2 separate regions of the Capsicum annuum genome follow, and region 1 is linked to region 2. Evidence: chromatin contacts called from public Hi-C data. All regions are on one chromosome and are shown on one strand. Each heading gives the region's core, a stretch centred on a gene start, on an enhancer-like site or on the middle of the called end of the contact. The rest is flanking DNA. Distances are from core to core; before and after follow the strand shown. Region 1 has its middle 28 kb from the start of LOC107863696. Region 2 overlaps LOC107863697.

Region 1 (3,979 bases), core at 569-3,068, 110 kb after region 2:
CTTAAAGTTAACTTTGTGCGACCTTTTGAATCTATCCTTAAATTGTAAAGACAGTAGAAGTTGCCCCAAGAGATACGACTGCTAAATGAAAAATCCAGTAACATTAAGATTGAGCTTAAGTTTTGCCCATTCGAATTTGCTAATGGCCAAAAAATTAAAAACTAACACAAAAATAGAAAGATAAAAAGTGCTCATGTCAAACCTGTTTGTGGTCTTTTGAAAATTGACTTCTTGACTTAATGCCCCTATTTACAACTTTCGAAATGAGTTCTATATTATTCATCAATATGAAAAAATCACACATAAGAGAGCAGCCAAGGTTGGAAGTTGTTGCCGTGAATACATACTCTGCAACGTTGGCTAGAAAATCTTTCATCCTAAAAACTTGTGATTGTTTTATATCTATTCATTCGTGCCTGCTCAAGTGAGTGTTTGAGTTATATGTCATGATGTTTCATGTTAGTGAAGATAGCTCTATTTTTATAGACACGACACACATTTCTTTTATAACACATGGTTTGAGAATGAAATCTGCCAAATCTTTATTCTATTGATGAGTATTTTATTGTGGATTTCACACTGTGAAATCTCTCTAACCTTTATTCTACCAATTATTATTTTATTGTGGATTTTGCACTATAAAATCTCTCAACCTCTATTCTATTGAGTAATATTTTTTTTTTCAGATTTTGCACCTTTATTATGCGAATGCAAATGTGTATTAAATATTATCTGAGTTGTTATATCATAAGACTAACACCATGTTACATCTAACTTTTTCTTTCTAGGTTGTATATTTAGTGATGAGAAAGAAATATATTTTGAAATGCAACAGATGTGTATTTTCTGTCAAAACAAGAATAATGTTGGATAGAAAAAGTTGAAAAAAGATACTTGAAGAAGAATCTGCAGAATCAGTTCTCCTAATTGTTGGTAATCGAGATACTAAGCTCTCAATTTAGATTTTGAAGTTGATCTTGTTAGGATTGATTAGCAGTTTACACACTAAATCTGTGGAGAGGATGAAGAAACTAGAGAGATAGTTCTTTAGGAGAGAGAGAATTAATTTCGTGGTAACACCAGTGGGTAACCTCCACGGCGTACGGGCTATTTATATTAATGACTCGGAGTATGTACGATTACACAGAGAAATGAGAATAAAAGGTACAGCCTGAAATTTGGGTTGGGGCTCCGCCCCACACCCCCGGCAACCTAACAGTACGTCACATATTAATCAAGCTCCACAACCTAACAGATCTCCCATTGGTCAAAGAATGATTTTCATTCTCACACTTGAATTGGTTGTTTCTAGACATTGAATTAGTTTTATTTTCTTTTATGTACCATTATCCTTATTTCAATATGATCTGATCTTATGCTTGTCACTCTGTTGTAAATGATGAAACTTTGCTTTTGCATTTGTAAATTATGGTTATGAGATATGTATGCCAATTTAGTTTTCAAAGTAGAGCAACTAAAATTAAACATAAATTAATCTCTCTTCGAATTTGGATTGTTGGGCCGTGAATAACATGGACATGCTTATCTAGTTAGATACATAAAAGCAGATCATAATTATTGGTCCCCCTTCTCTTACAGCTAAGAAAGTTTCCTAAACCCCACTACCAATAAGAAATGTCTCGGGTTTGAGTCCCCTAGATACAAAATCACTTTTGCTAGAAATCACTTACCCTCCCATATGAGACTTTTCAGTTCGAATTCAAATTTATTTAGGCCCCATTAAGTGTAATGATTTTTCTTTTTATTACTATGATGTATGGTGATGTTAGGTATCTGGTTTTGACAGCAGCTGACAAGCAAACTATAAAGGAATATGCTAACTTCTACATCTATTTCGAGATAACATTTTTAATCTGATACTTCAATCTAAAATTTTTATCTGATATTTCCATCCTTTCTAACTTGTGTCATGCTATTATCTTTTTTCTTGTGTAATATCACACTTTCAGCATTGAAAATCAACCTTCGAGTTGATACCATTTCCCCACCTAATTCAAACATATAGGTGTACTATCTTACAAGTTAGGAAGAACTTATGGTATCAAAATTTCCATTCCATAGGACTTCCCAATTGAGAATTGTGTCATGTTAGTTGGAGGTTATATCAAGTTTCTTTTTTCCTTCAGTGGATGTATTTAGGGTAATCAGAGGCAAAGTCAGGATTTCGACGAAGAGGATTAAAAAATTGAAGAAAAACTTAATCGAAGGAGGGCCGACATCTATTATATATACATAAAATATAATTTTAATAATATATAAATAATATAATTTTTCATCGAAGGGGGTTCGGTGAACCTCCGTTCTTAAGGCTGGTTCCGCCCCTGAGGGTAATTTAGAGGTTTCATAGTCCTTGTTTCTTTCAACCCTTAAAACATTGCGACACTTTGCCTTGTTTGCTGTTTTGACACACTTCACTTTTCTTATGATAAGATATTTCATTCTACTAGAGCTACAGTTAGGAGACGTTAGCTTTGTACAACAACATACCCATTGATCACCCAAGTGGGGTTAGAGACCTTGTGAAGGTAGATAAATTATTTTTGATAGACGCTAGAAAATACGGGAGAAAAGAACAATAGCAACTAAAAATAGTATGATATGCCAAGCAAAAAAAACAACGGGTAATAGTAAAATCAAAGAATACGATAGCAGAAGAGTTATTAATAATAATATTGACAAGGAAAATAAAGAAAATAAAACAACACTTGGTTGCGTACTAACCTGTAACGAAATCTTCAATCTCCATATCCTCTTATCTAAGGTTATATCTTTGGTAAGATGTAGGTATGCCACATAAACTTGATAAAATCTAAGATTATACATAACAACAATATAATAAATAAAAGCTAAATTGTTATAGCAATTTCCAGTCTTTAAAGACCACTAAAAAGATGCGCAAACAAAAATGGAGCTAATCGAAATAAAAAATATGTATGTAACTCAAGTATTTGATGTCCATTATGCTTCTGAATTTGCTCTTATGGAAATTCATATATATGAATCATATAGGGATATTTGAATACCAATCGGACTAATCATATTCTATAATAAATATCTTCAATAAAGAAATTTACTTGAATTTTCTTATTCAATATTTGAGCCTTGTATACGTCGTAACAAAAAATAATTCTCAATATAATGTATAAAAGTAATTGAGGACTAAGGCTATTTGTTTGCACTTAATGGAGGTCTGAATCTGAATGGTTCAAACTTCAGATCATTAAGTGCATTTGTTTTTTATTAAGGTTTTAACTCTTAATAGGTCTGAATAAGCCTTAATCATTCAGATCTAGAAACAAGTCTTAACAGGTCTGAAGGGATATTCTGGTGTTGGATAATATTCACCACTCTGTTCATAATCAGCAGTGACCACCACTAACCACCTCTGCCACCATCACCATTGTCAACCACTACCCACCACCACCAACCACCTCCACCATCACAACCACCATCAACAAAAAATACCGCTACCACACCTACTATCTCTTTTATTCTAATTATATTCACCGTCACCACTGCCGTCAACAACACCACAATCAGCAACCACTACAAGTCAATCTCTACTACCAACTAACTCATCTATCACAACTAGCACCACCACTAACTACCACTAATACATCACAACCTCTACACATTCTTTGGCCGCCACCACCATTGTCACTAGTAACTCCACCTCTACCACCACTTCAACCAGTACCATCGCTACAATGTATCTCTACTAACAACCATCTCCACCATCACAACAAATAACATCTCCAACTAGCATCAACACATCGTCAATCATCATGCATTCATGTTTTAGCCATCACAATCAACACCTTAAACTACTAACATCAAGCAACGTCACATCATAACAACAACCACCATCATCAATTGTCACCATCATAACAGTCACTACAATACCAACCATCACAATTATCACCACCAACATTATTAATCACTAACATCAATCATTGTC
Region 2 (4,343 bases), core at 62-2,561:
TGTGATACTTTTGTTGCTGCTTATTTGTTGTGGGTAAAATAATGGTTTCTTTCCTCGTAAGGGTATACTTCATCATTTTGGGTGCCCTATTAAGCTTAAAATTTAGCTTCCTTCATCATTTTGCCTTATTAATCTACCCTGTACTAAGCTATAAGTTAATTTAAAAAATAAAAAATAAAATAAAATAAAAATTGAGTAGTCAAATTCAGCATATTCGAGTATGAAATATGATGAAATGGACTTTCGAAAAAGAAAAATAGATATTTGTTAAACTAGAAAGAAAGACCATGATATCTTAGAGTATGCAGAGAATATTTGAAAAGATATGGTCAAGGCTTTTTTTGCTTCTTGGAAAGCGATGTGGATTTAGTATTATATTATATTGAAGCTGGTAAAAGGTGATGTGTTTTGAAAGAACTCAGACTGATTAATCCCTCAAGCCATTGAGTTTTAAATAACCAAGTATACATATTCCAAGAAAGGAAAGAGAATTAAAAAAAATAGATAGTTAATACGAGTAAATCATTACATATATTTATAGCTATGCCTATTAGACATTGGTTCCCAGAAAAAAGGTAGTATATCATTTGCACCTACTTCTCGTGGTTGAACATTTTCGCTGTGAAGTTGTATCTTGCTCCATTTCACTTGCCATGTTAACAAGCTATATTCCCTGTTTGGTTTCAAGTTTACATTTACATTGGTCAACTTGTGAAGTCAATTTTCTGGTTGGTGATTTGAACTGTTGACTTTAATTCCCTAGAGGTTCACTTAGACTAAAAAAATGTACAGGTTACTGAACTTGTTATATTGGGAGTAGGGTTTGGGGGTTGTGAGATGAATTGGAGGAGCAGCAAAGGGAAAGATGTTAAGAGGAGGAACACATGAAACGTACAGTGACCTCAGATTTTCAACAGTACCCAAGTTATTGAAATCACAAGTTTCTTGCAATATTGTGAATTAGCTCTTCTAGGGTCATTAGTGATTTTAACTTGCTTTTAATTCTCTAAAATACATCTTATTGCAGCATTGGTGGCCCTTGGACATTTATGGAGGAAGTCTCAGATGGTGTACCATATTTAGCTTTAGGTTCGATCTGTATCATTCTTCCAGTAGTTATTTCTGTCTACCCTCCAGTATTTCTACTTTTGTTAGATGATAGCAATTCCAAAAAGGTGTGGAAGTAGGTTGAATGTCATTCATCCAGCGAAGTATGAAATAAAAATGTCCTTTTCACTTTCTATTTTCAACTATAACAGCTCTCAACTCTGCTGTGACCCGTCCTCTTTTCCCCTGGATTGGCGCAAAGGCGGTCATTAGTAATGTTGATGGGATATCTAGAATAGACTCGATATACTGCTTTATTGTCTTCGTAAGTTATTTGGAAGATTCCTCGTCAATTTTTTATTGGCAAAATGATCTGCTGGACTTTAATACATGTTAGAGTTTGTATTGTGGACATTTCGATTTAGTCTGTTGTCATCTGAACCCCTCAATTCACCAAAACACAAAATTTTAAATCCTTTTTCATCCAATGAATGTGTGTAATGCAAACGAGTACATGCAGGATTTCACTTCATTTTTTAGTGATACATGAGAAATTATTTTTTTTAAAAATCAGATATATCCCCCCTCCACCCCCACCCCTTCGTTCTTCTTCTTCTTCTATGGACCTCTTCTTACTTCCACCTCCATTATTTCTTCTTTATCTCTGGTCTCACCATTCTCGGAACACAACTAGAAGCAACTGACAATCAACTAAACCGAGCTTTCCCGTGTTCTTTGGATTTCGATTAGAACCCACAAAAACATCATTTTTGGTGGAGCAACGAACAGCTCCAACAACTACTCAACCATTGTTCAGCTAAAATCAACCTCGAACTAGTCCTGTTGCTCTATTTTCGTCCATTAACAACGAGCTCCTTCGTTGATGAAGCTCTCCAATAACCAGAGTCCACCCACAACCAAACATTGTGAAGAGGGGGGGTGGTGGATCTATAAAATTGTTTCTCAATGAAAAATAGTTCTATTTTTTGCGGAAAAAAAATATATAAGGAAACATTGGGAGAAAAATTATATTCGAAGTATTAACTTTAATAGAAAAAAATTAGATTTTTGAGGTGAAATAAATATCTGTAGATATCGAGATTTAATATTAAATTATAACAAAATCTGAAGAAAAAATGGGTAACTTTTTGTTAAGAACAATTGTGTGTTATATTTTTTGCGGAAAAAAAAATTAAGGAAACATTGAGAGAAAAATTGTATTTGAAGTATTAACTTTAATAGAAAAAAATTAGATTTTTGAGGTGAAATAAATATCTGTAGATATCGAGATTTGAGATTAAATTATAACAAAATCTAAAGAAAAAATGGGTATCTTTTTGTTAAGAACAATTGTGAGATCTAATGAACAGATCGATCTATCACTTGCTTGGGGAAATTGTAGTTTCTTTTATGGTTTGAGAAGATTTTCTAATTCTATCTCAGACATTAATTGAAGCTCTAAAGGTGATGAAAAATGGCGGAAATAGAGGGACGGGGTAGGGTAATGAAATTGTGGTGGGCGGAGTAAAGAAAAAAAGAGTGGCTATATTATTTATTTAAACTAGTTTAGTTGCATATGTCTCGCACGTGTAACGTTTGATTATTTAAAATTAAATAATTTTATTTATTGCAAAATTTTTTAATAAATTGTAAAAATTCAAATTATTTTTCAAAGATTCTTCACACTTTAATATAATAATGTAAACATAAACATATTTTTTAGTGTAAGCACCTATATATTTTATGTCAAACACTTTTTCTTTTGTATTCATATCTCTTTTCCTTATTGTCGGTTATTTTTCTTTTTAGAGTCTATATTTAAAATCTTTGTTTTTAAAGTTAATCTTTACAAAATTATTGATTACATTCTTATTATGTACAAATTAATCTATAGAATTTCACGCAACTAAAAAGATGAATAATTCATAGATAAAAGAAAATTTTGATTTCTATTTATAAATTAAACTCTTGATATACCCTTATAATACAAATTTTTTTAACTTAGAACTCTATTTAGCTGTCATTAGGAACAAAATTAGTCACTAAAAATAGAATAACCTTTCAGAGAAAAAAAGAGCAATAACTATGATAATAGTGCTATATAGTGTTGTCTTTAAAATTTGCATAAAAACTATCAAACACCTTTGAAAGCAGTAAAACCTGCAACAATCAAAAAAGAATCACAACACATGTAATATAAACCTTGATTTTTTTTGGCGAGATAAACTTTTAATTTTTTTGGCTACTTCATTCGGCGATAACACGCTTGTTTCGTCTAATTTTTCTATCAAAAATTTTCCACTGAAAGAGAAACACAAAAAATTGTTAAAAGAGGATAATACATGTCAATTGTTCATTATACATAATTCATATATAATCTTTAAATTCATTAACTAAAAAGAATAAAGAAAGACAAAAGAAAGATGATAATAATGCAAGAAGACAATTTTGATATTAAAATTAAAATCAATAAAATTCAAAATAAAAAGAAAAGTAGAAGTAGAGAAAGGTTGTATTTTTATAGTAAAATATGATAAAATATTACTTAAATAGAATTGTAGAATTTTTTTTAATTAAGGTAAAATTCTAATTGATTTAGGATTGTTAATATAATGATTTATTGCTTAGATAAAATAAGGACTTTAATTAATTTGTTAGTGTTTATGTATAATTAAAAATTGTAAGAAAACACCATTGAATTTGGAACTAAAATAAGTAAAGGAAGTAATTTTTTTTTTTTAAAAGGTATGTTTTTGCCTTTTTTGGGTCTGCACGTATTTGACTTTTTGGGTATTATAAGTTTTGTAATATATATTATTGTTTATGTATAATTAGAATTTTATTTGAGGAATATAGGAAAAGACAAAATTAAATATTCTTAAAATCAAATTTAGTTGATCTAGAATTCTTAAATTAATGAAAAAAATATTAGTTGTCATTAATTCTGACGTTTTCGAATAAGGAAAAGTTTTACCATAAATATATTTAATTAATTTTCAACTCTTAAATATTAGGAAAAAATAGTGAAAAAATGATTTTCTCTACAGCAAAGACTTTTAATGAAGGGCAAAAAGTTCAAATGACATTTCTAAGACGCTTCACACTTATATATATACTAGACTAGGTGTACGCGCCTCGCGTGTGTACCTTATTTTATTGAGTCAAATGTTATACTAAATAGGATATTTGTTTAAATAATAAAGATGAATACAATAATTAAATTCAACATCTTTTGAAGAATTTATTTAATTAAATCTAACTTTTACCAAAAAAATTGTTAAAGTCGATCGACATTC

What was found. A called contact is a pair of places that touch in the nucleus more often than the background predicts.
Region 1: a Hi-C map of leaf shows a contact between it and region 2, with 2.4 times the contacts expected there. The contact joins two enhancer-like sites. A contact is called at or near these places in 4 of 5 Hi-C or Micro-C datasets (bud, leaf and placenta).

The regions. Positions count from the first base shown.
Region 1 is chr3:133,014,318-133,018,296 of UCD10Xv1.1, forward strand. It overlaps the pseudogene LOC107865340. Among protein-coding and RNA genes, the nearest start is that of LOC107863696, 28 kb to the right of the region's middle. Within about 2 kb of position 1,819, at least 2 of the 5 cell types and tissues checked have an H3K27ac peak or open chromatin away from gene starts, as enhancers often do. A contact at or near this core is called in leaf, where this site is marked.
Region 2 is chr3:132,902,795-132,907,137 of UCD10Xv1.1, forward strand. LOC107863697 reads left to right here. Exons shown (of 9, transcript XM_016709769.2): 8 at 793-924; 9 at 1,028-1,461. Among protein-coding and RNA genes, the nearest start is that of LOC107863697, 16 kb to the left of the region's middle. Within about 2 kb of position 1,312, at least 5 of the 5 cell types and tissues checked have an H3K27ac peak or open chromatin away from gene starts, as enhancers often do. A contact at or near this core is called in leaf, where this site is marked.